2 separate regions of the Macaca mulatta genome follow, and region 2 is linked to region 1. Evidence: chromatin contacts called from public Hi-C data. All regions are on one chromosome and are shown on one strand. The core of a region is the stretch at or near the end of the contact, and the rest is flanking DNA. Distances in the headings are between cores, read along the strand shown.

Region 1 (6,466 bases), core at 1,542-4,041:
ACTGAGATGGTGCCACTGCACTCCAGCCTAGACAACAGAGTGAGACTCTATCTCAAAATATATATATATCCTTTACCATCCCTGAAGGATAATGCTACTGTTGGAGAAACACGAAGATAAAAACCCATGTCTATAGGCTACATCAAGCCCATGGCCCACCAGCTTGCAACCTTTTGTCTATACACTAAATAAATAAATAATACTTTCTATCATTTTTCAAATGTGTGCAGAGGCTGCTGTGATGAATACAATTCAAGTTTTTTTAAATTGGTGAGTGAATTCGGAGTAACTTCAGACATAACATTTTCTCAATCCACAGACATCATTAGTACAATTATTATCATCTCAGGTTCTATAAAATTTGGAGGAATTACACAGTGGTCCTCATACTTGTAAAGCCTGAAAATTAATGGACTGGCTGATCTCTGCCCATAACCCCTGCCCCTGCCAAGCACTTGCCCCCTGCTTCTGGAGCAGGTGTCTTAGATCACAGAGGAGACCTCCATGGTCTCAGAGGCACAGTAAAGTTAAACAACTTTTATTCTTTAAGAATGGGGAGCAGAATGGCAGTAGCAAATTTTACATCTCAAAGCAAAATAAATTTGATTTGATTTGATTTTCAAAAAATAAATCTATACGGTAGCTCATGCCTGTAATCCCAGCACTTTGGGAGGCGGAAGCACATGGATCAACTGAGGTGAGGAGTTCGAGACCAGCCTGGCCAAGGTGGTGAAACCCCGTCTCTACTAAAAATACAAAAATTAGCTGGGCATGGTGGCAGACACCTGTAATCCCAGCTACTCGGGAGGCTGAGGCAGGAGAATTGCTTGAACCTGGGAGGTGGAGGTTGCAGTGAGCTAAGATCGCACCGTTGCACTCCAGCCTGGGCAACAAGAGCGAAACTCCGTCTCAAAAATGAATAAATAAATCCACGTCCTTTGCAAAGGGCCTTTGGCAAAGGGTGGTCAGATTAACAAAAGAAACTAAAGGAAGGAAAATAAGGAAAAGGGAGGAAAGGGAGAGAAAGGGGAGGGAAGGAAGAGAGAAAGAAATCCTAATACTGGAATATTAGCAGAGGCCTCCTGAAGTTGATGGCGGCCTTCGTGCTCTAATAATGATTTTGAGTCTAAATTCGTATAAGGTCTGAAATAACTTAATTTTCAAAGTAATGCCATATGTTTCTTAAAAGAATCTCATTTGCTTTAGTTCTTAAAAATTAAAGAGTAAAGCATCCTGCCTCTTCCACCCCAATTTTCTCCTGAATAGTGTATTAAGAAAATATAATGCTTCCCTTTTCGTTTCCACTCTCAAATGATGGAAAACTGAATTCAGGTGGCAAATTCTACATCTCCGCGACTGCCTTCATTTCCACCGAGCTCTATGTTGTCTGGCCATAAAAGGGGCAGAGAAGGTACAGGAAATAACACGCATATTCTGAGATGAAGAAAAAAATCACCTCCTCTCGACAGAAGTGGAAAGCAGTTTCCTGTTAACTTTTATCACCAAGACGACAGCCTGGAAAACCCGGTGAGTTCTGGGCCTGTCATATCATTGTTCTATTAGGGGAGGGTATGGAGCTCATCCCAAACTTTCCCTCCACGCCAGTGAACTGAGTCAAAAATGCCGGCAGAGAAAAAGAGCTCAGACCTCTCCACCCACACGCCCAGAGAGGCACGGTGCACACCAGGGGCACCAGGGACAAGAGCCTTTTGGGAAGATGGGGAGGGCTGATGGCTTGGATTCAAAGTCAAAATTTTCTTCTTCTTCTTCCTTCTTCTTCTCTCTTCTTCTTCCTCCTCTTCTTTCTTCTTCTTCTTCTTCCTTCTTTCTTCTCCTTCTTTCTTCTTCTCCTTCTCCTTCTTTTGAGATGGGGTCTTGCTCTGTCACTCAGGTTGGAGTGCAGTGTGCAACCACAGTTAACTGCAGCCTCGACCTCCTGAGCTCAAGTGACCGTTCTGCCTAAGCCTCCCAAATAGCTGGGACTACAGATATAAGCCACCATGCTGACTAATTTTTTATTTTCTGTCTAGATGGGGTCTCGCTATGTTGCCCAGGCTGGTTTGAACTCCTAAGCTCAAGTAATCGTCCCACCTTACCCTCCCAAAGTACTGGGATTACAGGCCAGCTTCTTCATTTATTTATTTATTTATTTATTTATTTTTTAAATCCAGTGTTTGGCCGGGCATAGTTTTTGGCCGGGCATGCCTGTAATCCCAGCACTTTGGGAGGCTGAGGCAGGCAGATCTGTCTCAAAAAAAAAAAAAAAAAAAAAAAAAAGGTAGGTTCTTTTTCTGATTTTCAGGAGAGCCTCAGCAGTAGGTGGCGATGTTGCATTTCCTTAACTACCAGCGTGGAGCAGGGAGTGCTTCCAAGGTTCACAAAGAACATTCCAGGTCTCTGGGTAACCAGGGAAATGAAGGCTGTTCAGATTCAGAGGGTCTGCATGGACAGTTCCGAGTCTGGCTGTGTACTGACCATGGCTTTGTGATGCTTGGATGTCTGTGGCTTTGCTGGGCCTGGAGGGACTGCTGGTGCCAGCGTTAGCCAATTTCCAGACCCCAAGACTTCCACATGTCACCATGGATCCAGGGTCCACCCCTCCCGCCACCTCTCGGCTCTCACACCCAGGGCCACTATTCCTCCACCCTCACCACCCCAGGGACATGCACCAGACAACCAGGGGCAGCTCCCATGCCACAGAGCCCGCTGAAATTATTTAAACTAGCCAATCCCAAGCCTGCTCTCCCAGCCTTACTTGTTCCTCCCCACAGAAACCACAAAAAATGCTCTTGCCAATTGTTCCCCGGCTCCCCTGCCTCCTGACTAACCCCAGTGCCTCCCACGTGGCCCTGCGTGGCACGGTGTGGCCCCTCCTCCCGGGAACTGAGTGACGATCTTTTCAATGTCTGTCCTCTCCTCATCGGCTGGCCTCGCCACAGCTGAATCATAATCAGACCTACATTTTAAACTGGTTTTTGGGGCACATTTAGCAGGACTGAATCTTGGGGCACATATGTGAGCTGAAAGGAACACTCTAGATGGAGCACAGACCTCGCTAAGAGGTTTCCTGACTCCACAAGCAACCGTCCACCCAAACTAGCTCAGATGATCCAGACCCGAGAATATTTTATCAGAGAGTCTGAAGGAGAAATAAATAGGTGCGCTGTGTTTATGTGTTTGAGCTTATTAAATATTAAACAGCCTCTAAAGCCTCGGGGAGTCCCGTCCCCTTCTTTGACAAGTGAAAGCCTCTGATTGCAACAGACTGAACACTGTCTAGTCAGATGGCAAGGGCCCAGCCAGATGACATCAGCCAGGTCTCTCCTCCATCCCCCCTTCTCTCCCTTTCCCTTCCCCATCCAGCCCTGGGCACTTGGGAATCACTGAATATTTACAGCAAGTGTTAATTAAATGGACCAGTGATTTCATTTTGTAATGAACACAAATGTCACATTTGAAATGCCTACTCTTGGTGGCAAATAAGAGCCATGATAATGAGAGCAATAAACTGTGAGTTTCTGTAGCCAAGCCTCTGATGCTTAGAATCTCAATGCCTCTAAAATCTTAACTGGGACACCTAGCTGAAATATAGCAAGCTCTGGTTAGCAGGAACCTCATTTTAGATCCACGCCATCATTGTTATTGCGAGTGACAGGAAGTAGCAGCTGCTGTCTCCATCGGCCAGAGAAGACACCAAGAATCCGGCCTGTGGACTTGGCTGTAAAATCCTTCCTCCCCGATCAGGCTTCTCCTCTCTTATTTTTTTTGCTGCTTGCTTCAGTTTATTGTCTGTGAAACTCAAAGTTTGAAGAGGCAAATCTAATCTCTGTTTATTTTCTTACAAGGAGTTTAGATGATCAGAGCTACAGTGATACTTGGTAGAAGGATATGTAATTAAAGAATAATCCAGATATGTAGGCTTCATTCTGAGCACAAGGTTGTGCCTATAAAAAGACTACACACACAAACACACACACACACACACACAACACAGACTTCCTTAGGTGTGTATATTTTCCTTATATTTTTTCTTTACCTATTTCTAAAGCTTGCCTGGTGAACAATATCAGAGAGCCATTGTTCCCAAGCCTTCTGGAACTAAACAATGGTTTGCAGTTGAAGGTGCTCCTGGTCATATATGGACCACTGCTGGCTGCTTATAACGTGTGTGTGTGTGTGTGTGTGTGTGTTATGTGGTGAGGGGAGTGAGAAGAGGTGGACAGTTAAGCAGAAGTCACATCATACAAGTCACGCTAAAGATGTCCTCTTCTGAGGATAATGGAAAGCTGAAAAAAAATTATGAGCAAGGATCAGAAGAGAATTCTAGAAAGATGCTCAGTGTCTTCATATAGGGGAGTTTGGAAGGGATCAAGACAACATGCAGAGATGAACAAGGAGATCTTGAGTCCAGGAGAGGTTTATGGAAGCCCTAATTATGATTAGGCTGTGTATGGAGAGTAAGGGATGGATAGGGAGCTGTTTAAGATGCAGGAATAACAGGGAGTAGTGACTGAGGGAACAGGAGGAGGCAGGTGGGAGGGAGCGGTGAGGTCAAGGTTGATTCCCAAGTCTCTGGTTTTGGGGGCCGCATGGGTAGTGGTGCCTATCACAAAGACAAGGAGGTGACACCGAAAGGGGAGCACATTTGGAGGCAGAAAGATGACAATGTCATTAGATTCCAGCTGCATCTGTGCGGAAATGCCAATCAGCGGAGACGGCCTGGAGCTTGGAAGAGAGGTCGGGACTGGGGCAGAGGATGGAGAGTCTCCAGCAAAGAGGCTGCACTGGCAGCTGTGGATGGGGGTGAAATCACACGAGGGGAAGGTGCAGGGAGAGAAGACAAGCAAGACGTGACCTCATGGACACCAGGGCTCGAGGGACAGCACAGCAGAACACGGAACCTGCCCTGAGCCAGGGACAGAGGGGACAAAGAGGAGGTGGTCCAGGAGAATGTAGTGCCACAGAGCAAGGGGGAACTGAAAGGCAGCATGTTCAAATGAGCCCAGAGCCACAGAGGCCATGTCGGAGCAGGGCAGAAGCACGCCTGTGGAGCCAGGGGCGAGAGACCTCCAGTGACCGGGGGTATGATAGCACTAGAAGCTGGACGGCCACAGAATGAGGAACGAGAGGCCTGTGGGGAAGGGGTGACAGCAAGGGCAGACCCATCTCTCGTGGCTGCTGCGTGCAGAGCAGAAGGGGTAGCAGAGGGCACTGGCTGGAGGTGGCTGTGCATCAGAGAGGGCGTTTTCTTCAGTTAGATTGGGACGTGGTCACGAAGGGGAGGAATCCACGGAGGAGATGCTTAAGATAGAGAAAAACAGAGGAAAGGCTCAAGGGAGAAGCTCTGTGAGGTGACAGAAGGGGCTAGGATTGAGGTACACATGGATCAGTGAGTGCTGGATGATGGGCTAAGGGTCTTCCTCTGAGATGCTCATGCATTTGCGTGTGTGCAGTGAGTGGGTTGGGAGGCCGCAAAAACCCTATTAAAGATACAATTTAGTTTGTGGGTAAAGAAGTAGGACTAGGAGCTCCCTGGTGCTGGCTTTGTTTTCTCTGCAGAAACATAAGCAGCAGCATCTTCTTAGAGCAAAAGCCTTGACTATCCAGGACCTGAAGCAAGAGGTAAAACCACAGTGGGGCACAGAGACCCTGAGCAGGCACCCCTGGCAGAACTGGCTAGAAATACTGAAGATCTGTGTGGGATTCATCACAATAACCATGAACCAACCTGAAGTTGCATGAACCTTTTCCTGACCACACCCAGAAGCTCGCGGGTAGAAATAAAAGGTGTGTGTGTGGTAGGACCAGTCCAACCCTGGGGGTGGGTGTGTGCATGAGAGAAAGGGAGAGACAGAGAAAGCGTGAGCAGCCAAGGGAGGTGTGGCCCAGGGTCAGGAAGTAGTTGGAAGGGTGCACAATGGATTTGCATTGAATTGGTAAAAAAAAATAGGACAGGCAGGGCTGATAGGACCTCAGAAGCTGGAGGAAATGGACATGAAATTGCCTGAGGACAGGGTCTATCAGTTTTGTTCACTGCTCTGTCCTTGGCTCCTAGAGCAGTGCTTACGCCAAGGGACATCTCAAGGGACATCTGTGAGCCCATAAATGAAGGTGTGGCTGATGGCGCAGAAACAGCACAGGAGGAGCAGTGAGAAAGCTGCTGCATGCTACAGCTGGGATGATGGTGGACTTGGGCTTGTAAGTCTCGGGAGTGACACAGCTCAGGGTGATGACAAGGTGCGAGTGGACCCTGAAGTTTTCTCTCTAGGAGACAGAAAAGCACAATGCAACAAAGAACACTTTTCCGCGGGTGTCCACGGTGTCAGAAAATGCAGAAAATGGCAAGACCTTCTCTAGTGGGACCAACAGCAAATGTCTCAGGTCCTGAAAATTCTTGCTTTACCATTTGAGATGGCTCTTCCTCTTCCAATGTGGCATTTCCAAGATATCCAGCGTATCCCTTCAG
Region 2 (6,466 bases), core at 1,944-4,443, 380 kb after region 1:
ATGGAAGAAAGAAAAATTGTTATTACCTTATTCACAGGATACCTTTTGGCTTTGCTGAATCCACAGTCTCTTCTTCTACACAATTCACCTATCACAATTATTTGTCATGAGAGCCCTTATTGTCATGAGAGTTGATTTACTCTTCAAAGGAATCTGTTTTGTTCTGACCTCTTTGAGCACACTTGACAGGAGTTTTGCACCCTGACCTCCCAGGAATCTTGCAAGCATCACCCAGAAGACAGGTCATCTGCTATTCCCACTTGTATTCATGACAATGACAATTTATTCCAGGCACTGGTCATGAGATTTGCGCTTCTTCACATATTCATTCATATATTTGTTTACACATTCGTACTAGTAAGAGCTAACATTTATTATGAGGTGCCAAGACCTTTCAGGCATGAATGTATTAACTTCTGAAAGTGATCTATAAGTCCCATTACTACATACATTTTATATACCAAAAAACTGAGACTCAAAAAACATACACCCTAGTAAGTATCAGAGCTACAATCTGAATGTAGGTAGTCTGTCTAGAGATAAGCCATGGTGCCTTTCACATTTCCTTTTCATTAACTAAATTGTCCTATAGCCCTCGACAGTCTTCCCACAACTCACAGATGCCTTGAAGGGGGTTGTTCTGAAAAAGACTAAAGTTATTTCCTGTTTGCACCCAACTGAGGTCAGCAGTTTAATAAACGCATCATAGTAGCTCTTTGTAAGAGAATCTGATGTGTACATCATACACAAACCTATTTCTGGTTTTATTGGCTTTATGGTAAAAATTTAATAGCATCATTAAACTATACAATGTCTGCATCAGCTCCTCCTGCGTTCTCAGGTGGAAGAATCCCTTTTCTGGTAAGATTATCCCTTGCCTATTTGAGGAGTGACTCCGAGATGAAGTGACTCCATCTTGGATGCTAATCTGCCACTTTGTCTTCTGATTAGCCCCAGTTCCGTGAATGCCTCCTGGTTCCTACTTTCTTTACCATCCCTAGTGTAAGAACATGTCAATCTTGATGTCATCACACAAATTATAGGCTGTGACATGCATAGCATTCTTGCCTATTCTGTAGGCTTGCCTTTAATTGTCCTGCCCAGAGTACACACACTCTTTTCCTATGGTAGATAAGTCCTGGGTCTGGGGGTGACATAACATTATGGAGATCTCCCTGTCTTTCTGCTGCCAAAGACCATGCTTCCATTTGTAAGTTCCCCAAATAAATCACCCTTTACCAAAAAACTGGATTTTGTCCTCATTCTTTGGTTTCTTGTCTCCTCTTGTATTTGGGGGTCGCTTTGTGTATGTGGCCCTTTCTTGGAACACTATCTCAGAAGCCCCTTCAGATTAGAAACTGTCTTAAACTTTCTTAGGAAAACATTTTGATGTCAGCAAATATTTCCTTGAATTTAATCTAAACCTGTCATTCTTCAGCTCCAACAAATCTCCTCTTACTCAAGTCTCCATTAAGATAAAGTATAGGCTGTCATTGGCTTGGGCAAAATCTTGTGTGATATTTAGTGTATTTGCAAGTAATTGTCAAGCCTTCCACAGTCATCCCACTCAGGCTAACCATTCCGTAACCCTTAGTGATTTCTGGTTCACAGAGTTCTTTACATTAGAAATTCCAGTGTTTGATCTGAATTCATGTACAGGCAGGTGGAACACAGTGGATCATTCCAGGCACTATCATGGAGTCCTGGCAAAGTTTCAAGCAGATGTTGAATAATTCCAAGTGACTTTAAGGGTTTCACATACTCTATAATAATTGCCCTAAAGAGCCATAGAGCTTTGACTGTACATATTTTATTCTCCTTTTGATTCTATATTGTGTGCAATTTTAGAATTTTGACATCTTACCTCTGTATCTAATCTGTTTCCAAAAATATAGCATGATCAGGAAAGACAATTCTTGAACTAACTCTAGCTATGTGTGGCTGACTATTATCCCCGGATACAAAAGAGTGGGACTCGCCGGACATGATTCCTGTGCTAATTTCAAATGCTCATTCTTTAAAAGATCTGCTTCCATTTCCCCTTAATTGCCCCTTTCATTACATGACCAGATCCTCTCAGAAGACTTCCTTTAGAAAGTTACTTTATGCCACAAATCAGAAGCATTCCTTTAAAAAAGTATCTGAAGTACAGTGTAGGACATGTCTTTGTAGGAGAAATAAGACAAGGTCAGACAGACAAAAGGACACCATCTCTGGGCAGTTAGGTGATTGTAAACTGAAAGCAAATATTAAAGGAAACCATATTGGAGTATTTAGAAAAACTCAAATTAGCACATGAAATAGTTAATCAACTTTTTAAAAGTTACGACTCTCCTTTCTAGGGTTAATTTCCATCCACTCTCTATTCACTGCACAAACATTTGGTAAAAACATAGCTATAATCTTATTTGGATATAAAAAAGGGCTCCAATCAAGCCATCTTCCCTCCCTTCCCCTCCCCTACCTCTCTTCCCTGGCCTCTTCTCCCCTGTCTTGTCCTCTCCTCTTTTCTTCCCCTCCCTTCCTCTCCATCTTCTTTTGATGCTGCAGTTTCTTCAAAATACACTCCTCACAGTCATGAAAAGTCAAGACTTGGCCTGATTTCATGTGGCCTTACCAAAGTGCTCCCTGCAAATTTTGCAGCCACCATGAATCACAAGACACTGAATATGAGGGGAGTTTTTTTTTTTATTGTTTGTGTGTTTGTTTTTTGCCAGCCTCATTCACTGGAAGCAGTGCTCAGAAGATCAGAGGCAATTATGAAGTTTGGAGGATTAAAAATTGAACTAAAAGGACATATTAAAAATATGCACAGAGATGATTGATTATAAAATGATTTCCTTTACTCTCATAGAAGAAACCACTCAATCACCTTCTCTCTCTCTCTTTTTTCTTCTTGCTTTCTTCACCCCTGCCTCTGCAAACATCATTTGCTATGGTTGGAATCCTGAGACCTGTGTCAGGGCCTGCCAGAAGGCCAATTAGAAGTGTATCCATCAGACTCTTTTAGATTGCATTATATATAAAAAGAAGAATAAGCAGTGTGCCCAAGTGAATCCAGCCAAAAGTCAAAGCTGTGCAATGGCCGTGTATCACTGACAATACACTAACTGTGATTAGGGGAGGCCAGCTGCCACCCTGTCTGTTTCTAGGTATGTCAACTGTGGCTGCCCACCCAGGAGACAGAGTATGTTCAGGTGCCCTCTTTGCAACTGCCTTAATTTCAATGCTCATGAACGTTTTCTCACCCTGTTTTGCCATTTCCAGTTAATCTCATGCATATTTATGTGCCAATTATGCAAATCCCAAGACAAAAATGCATTAAGCACCCATGATTTAGACTGGTTAAGTCCATTACATGGCATAATGAAATTATTGCATGATGTCCAATTTACCTCAATGCTTGCTTTAAACTGTCCATAAGTTATTGAGTAACCATAACATGCCAAAATTTAGCTCTAGGAGGCTTCCTTTGTCTACCTATCATGATACCAGGAAATCAGAAACTTCAAGCTAAATCCTCACCAAAGGGAGAAAATATTTCAGAACAGACTTAAGGAGGCATAATGTGATCAAAGTTTAAGTATGGCAACCACGTTGTCACGGATATGTCTTTGGATAAATTAAAAATATCACTGGGTAATTTCAACAACATTTGGACAGAGCAACTTAGGATCTAAAACCAAGCCTTATCAATGGGATTCTCCTCTTGCCAGTCGGGTCTTGTTCCCTGAGTCATGATGATATTGTAGGTCACTGAATTCAAATGCAATTTGAATTTTCAATATGGAAATATCCATTTCCAGCATCAGAAATAAAAAGACTAAAAAAGAATTCACAGAAGCAATTTAAAAACACACGCATACACAAATCCCTTGAAACCTAAAAACTGAAGGGCTTGAATGAGAATCTATTTGCTATGTAGAGATTTTATGTTTAAACTTTGGTAGGAACCAAACCCCACAGTTTCATGTTTATTAGACAATATGATGATCAAGGAACAGGCCATGATGTGAGTGATACTGATAAATATAATACGTGAGCAGCCTGACCCACTGACGTCCATTTCTCCCCCGACTATCACATGTCATTTTAATCAGCTCATAGTGTGATTTACACAGAGCCTGGGTCCTGATTATTTGCATAGGGAACTCCCTTCCAAGTCTATGAGAGTTGTCCTCGCTTGAGGTTAGGAGCTCAGATCCACAGATCTGTTACGCACCGGAAACTGCACAATACTGTGATAGTTTGCAATTTGAAAACCTGGTCAAATGAACAGATTACGATGCCATTCCCCAAAGCATTCAAACCTCATCCTGTCAATCAAGTGAGCTAGGATGCCAGTGTCATTTGCCATTTTCTTTGCTGTGGTAGGGGATCATGAAACAGGACCTGATGTTTCTACGGTACCTTGGATTAAAGTGTACTGCCTGTAAGCAACAGGACTCCAGCTACAAGCCCAGAGAGAAAAAATGGGTCACCAACGGGATCTCAAAGAAGGTCTGCCAGCCCATTGAAGGGCTGGAGTTAGAGCCTTTGTAACAAACGCTCACTTGAGACTATCCTTCTAATGAATGACTCTCAGCCATGGGTGAACATAACAGAGATGGGAAATTCTCGCAAAGGGTGGGGGTGTCTTCGTGCACAAGACCTACTTCTAACATTCCCTGAAAACATCGTGGTCAGGCTCATTAACCAGCAGGGAAAAAAAAAATGTTCAATGACAAAAGAGTCTATTTGTGTCTGAATCATTAAACCGGGCATCAAACAGATGAGGTAAATCAAAGCCTTGTCCTATTAACTTTAACTCTGCTGTGTGCTTAGAGAGCTATTTGCCCCTTGATTTGTTTTGAAATTTCTGGTTAAGAAAAGTAATATTTCTAGCATTATTGAAAACTTTTGACCTATCCATTCAGAGTTATAGGTAAATATAGCAGATATGAAGTAGCACCTTCATCGTCTAAGCTTATAATGGAAAACCCCACGTTCAAAGCATCTCTTGAAAGTGAAAAAACAAACTCCAGTCAAGAAGAACAAGTGCTTAGAGTCTTCAGGAGACTAAAACCAGTTCCCCGTGAACATTTCTAAATGTTAAGGGACCAAGTTCAAGATGTCAGGCTAGAGCAGTGCCCTGAAATCTTTTCTGCAGGTCTGCTAGTTTTCCGAGAACACATTGGCCTCCAGAATGCATTAACCTACTTTCCACAGAGAGGATTCCCTGATCCTCCTGCTCCGAAGAAGAGGAGGAGGAAGAGGAAAGAGGATATTTCAAGCGGGAGCTGGGCACACTCTTTGCCTTAAACGTGTTACTCCTCCTGCTAAACAGCAATACGGTCTGAGACATTGGTACTTCCTGCAAACGAACAGCTCCGAGGGCTGCACGGCTCCAAAGCAAGAGTGATTGGAAATCCTGCTAAAATATGGCTGTCTAATCAACCGAGAGGCGAACTCATTTACTGAGGTTCCCATTGTCCACGCTGACAGATGGCTCGCTCCCCTCGGCTCTCCCCTTCCCCTCAGATCGCGCTGCCGTGCAGGCAAGCCTATTCTTTGAGAGATCCAGTTGCAATCGCCAGCCTAGTTCTGAAATAAGACAAAAGCTCCGTGAGCCTCCTCCCATGCACAGAGCCTTTTCTGTCCCTCCAAGCAGAAGGAAAAGAAATCCAGATCCACTCCCCTTACCTTCGTCCTCATCGGAGACAGGAGCCCTTCCATGGTGGCAGAATCCTCATGCCAGTTTCTGTCTCCTGCAAGTTACTCTCCCTGTGTGCTGTGCTTAAGCATCCCACATGAAAAGAGCCATGTCTGGAGCCGTGGTGGCTCCCCTCTCCGGGTGGCGCCTCTGCACCACCACCCGGCCTAACTTGAATCCCCAGCGCCGGCAAAGCGCCGTTCCTGGAGAAGCCTGCTCCGCTCCTCGCCCTGGTCCCCTCTCTCTTTCTCCTTCTCCCGCGCTCTCTCTCCTCCCTCTCTCTCCTCCCTCTCTCTTTCCATAATCTGCCTACAGCTCTCTGTGTACCCTGCTCACTTGACAAACGATCTCTGTCTTAGGTAACGCGTTTGAGCCAGGAAAAGTGATCTGAACCAACCCACAGGGCAGCTCACCCAGGGCAGGAGGCGAGGGGGGCTGAGCGGGAGCATCCAGCCGCTTTGGGCTCTGTAGCTTGCTCTCTCTAGAGCTGAGAGTACTGTTGCATTTGTTCGTTCGTTCATTCATTTATTCATCATTCATTCCTCTCTTAAGAAGTGGGACCCCCACAAGAATGGATCTAGTCGACACCATTACTGAGCTGCTTTTCTAGTTTGTGTACAGAAAGCTGAAAAAGAAATCCCACTGCGTGGGTACTTCTAAAAACCCATGTTCAGCCCAGTGTGAATTTCACATCTGGATAGTTAACTGGGTTTTTTTGCAGTTTGGCCAGATGTTTAGAGGCATATAACTGTAGCCTCTTTTTAGAGAAAGTTT

What was found. A called contact is a pair of places that touch in the nucleus more often than the background predicts.
Region 2: a contact with region 1 is called in a Hi-C map of fetal cortex germinal zone, with 2.4 times the contacts expected there. The contact joins two enhancer-like sites. A contact is called at or near these places in 2 of 14 Hi-C or Micro-C datasets (fetal cortex germinal zone and fetal cortical plate).

What each region holds. Positions count from the first base shown.
Region 1 is chr9:15,340,695-15,347,160 of T2T-MMU8v2.0, forward strand. All of the region lies in intron 4 of FRMD4A (FERM domain containing 4A), which reads right to left. Among named protein-coding and RNA genes, the nearest start is that of PRPF18, 210 kb to the left of the region's middle. Within about 2 kb of position 2,792, at least 25 of the 40 cell types and tissues checked have an H3K27ac peak or open chromatin away from gene starts, as enhancers often do. A contact at or near this core is called in fetal cortex germinal zone, where this site is marked.
Region 2 is chr9:15,724,373-15,730,838 of T2T-MMU8v2.0, forward strand. No RefSeq gene overlaps it. Among named protein-coding and RNA genes, the nearest start is that of FRMD4A, 150 kb to the left of the region's middle. Within about 2 kb of position 3,194, at least 4 of the 40 cell types and tissues checked have an H3K27ac peak or open chromatin away from gene starts, as enhancers often do. A contact at or near this core is called in fetal cortex germinal zone, where this site is marked.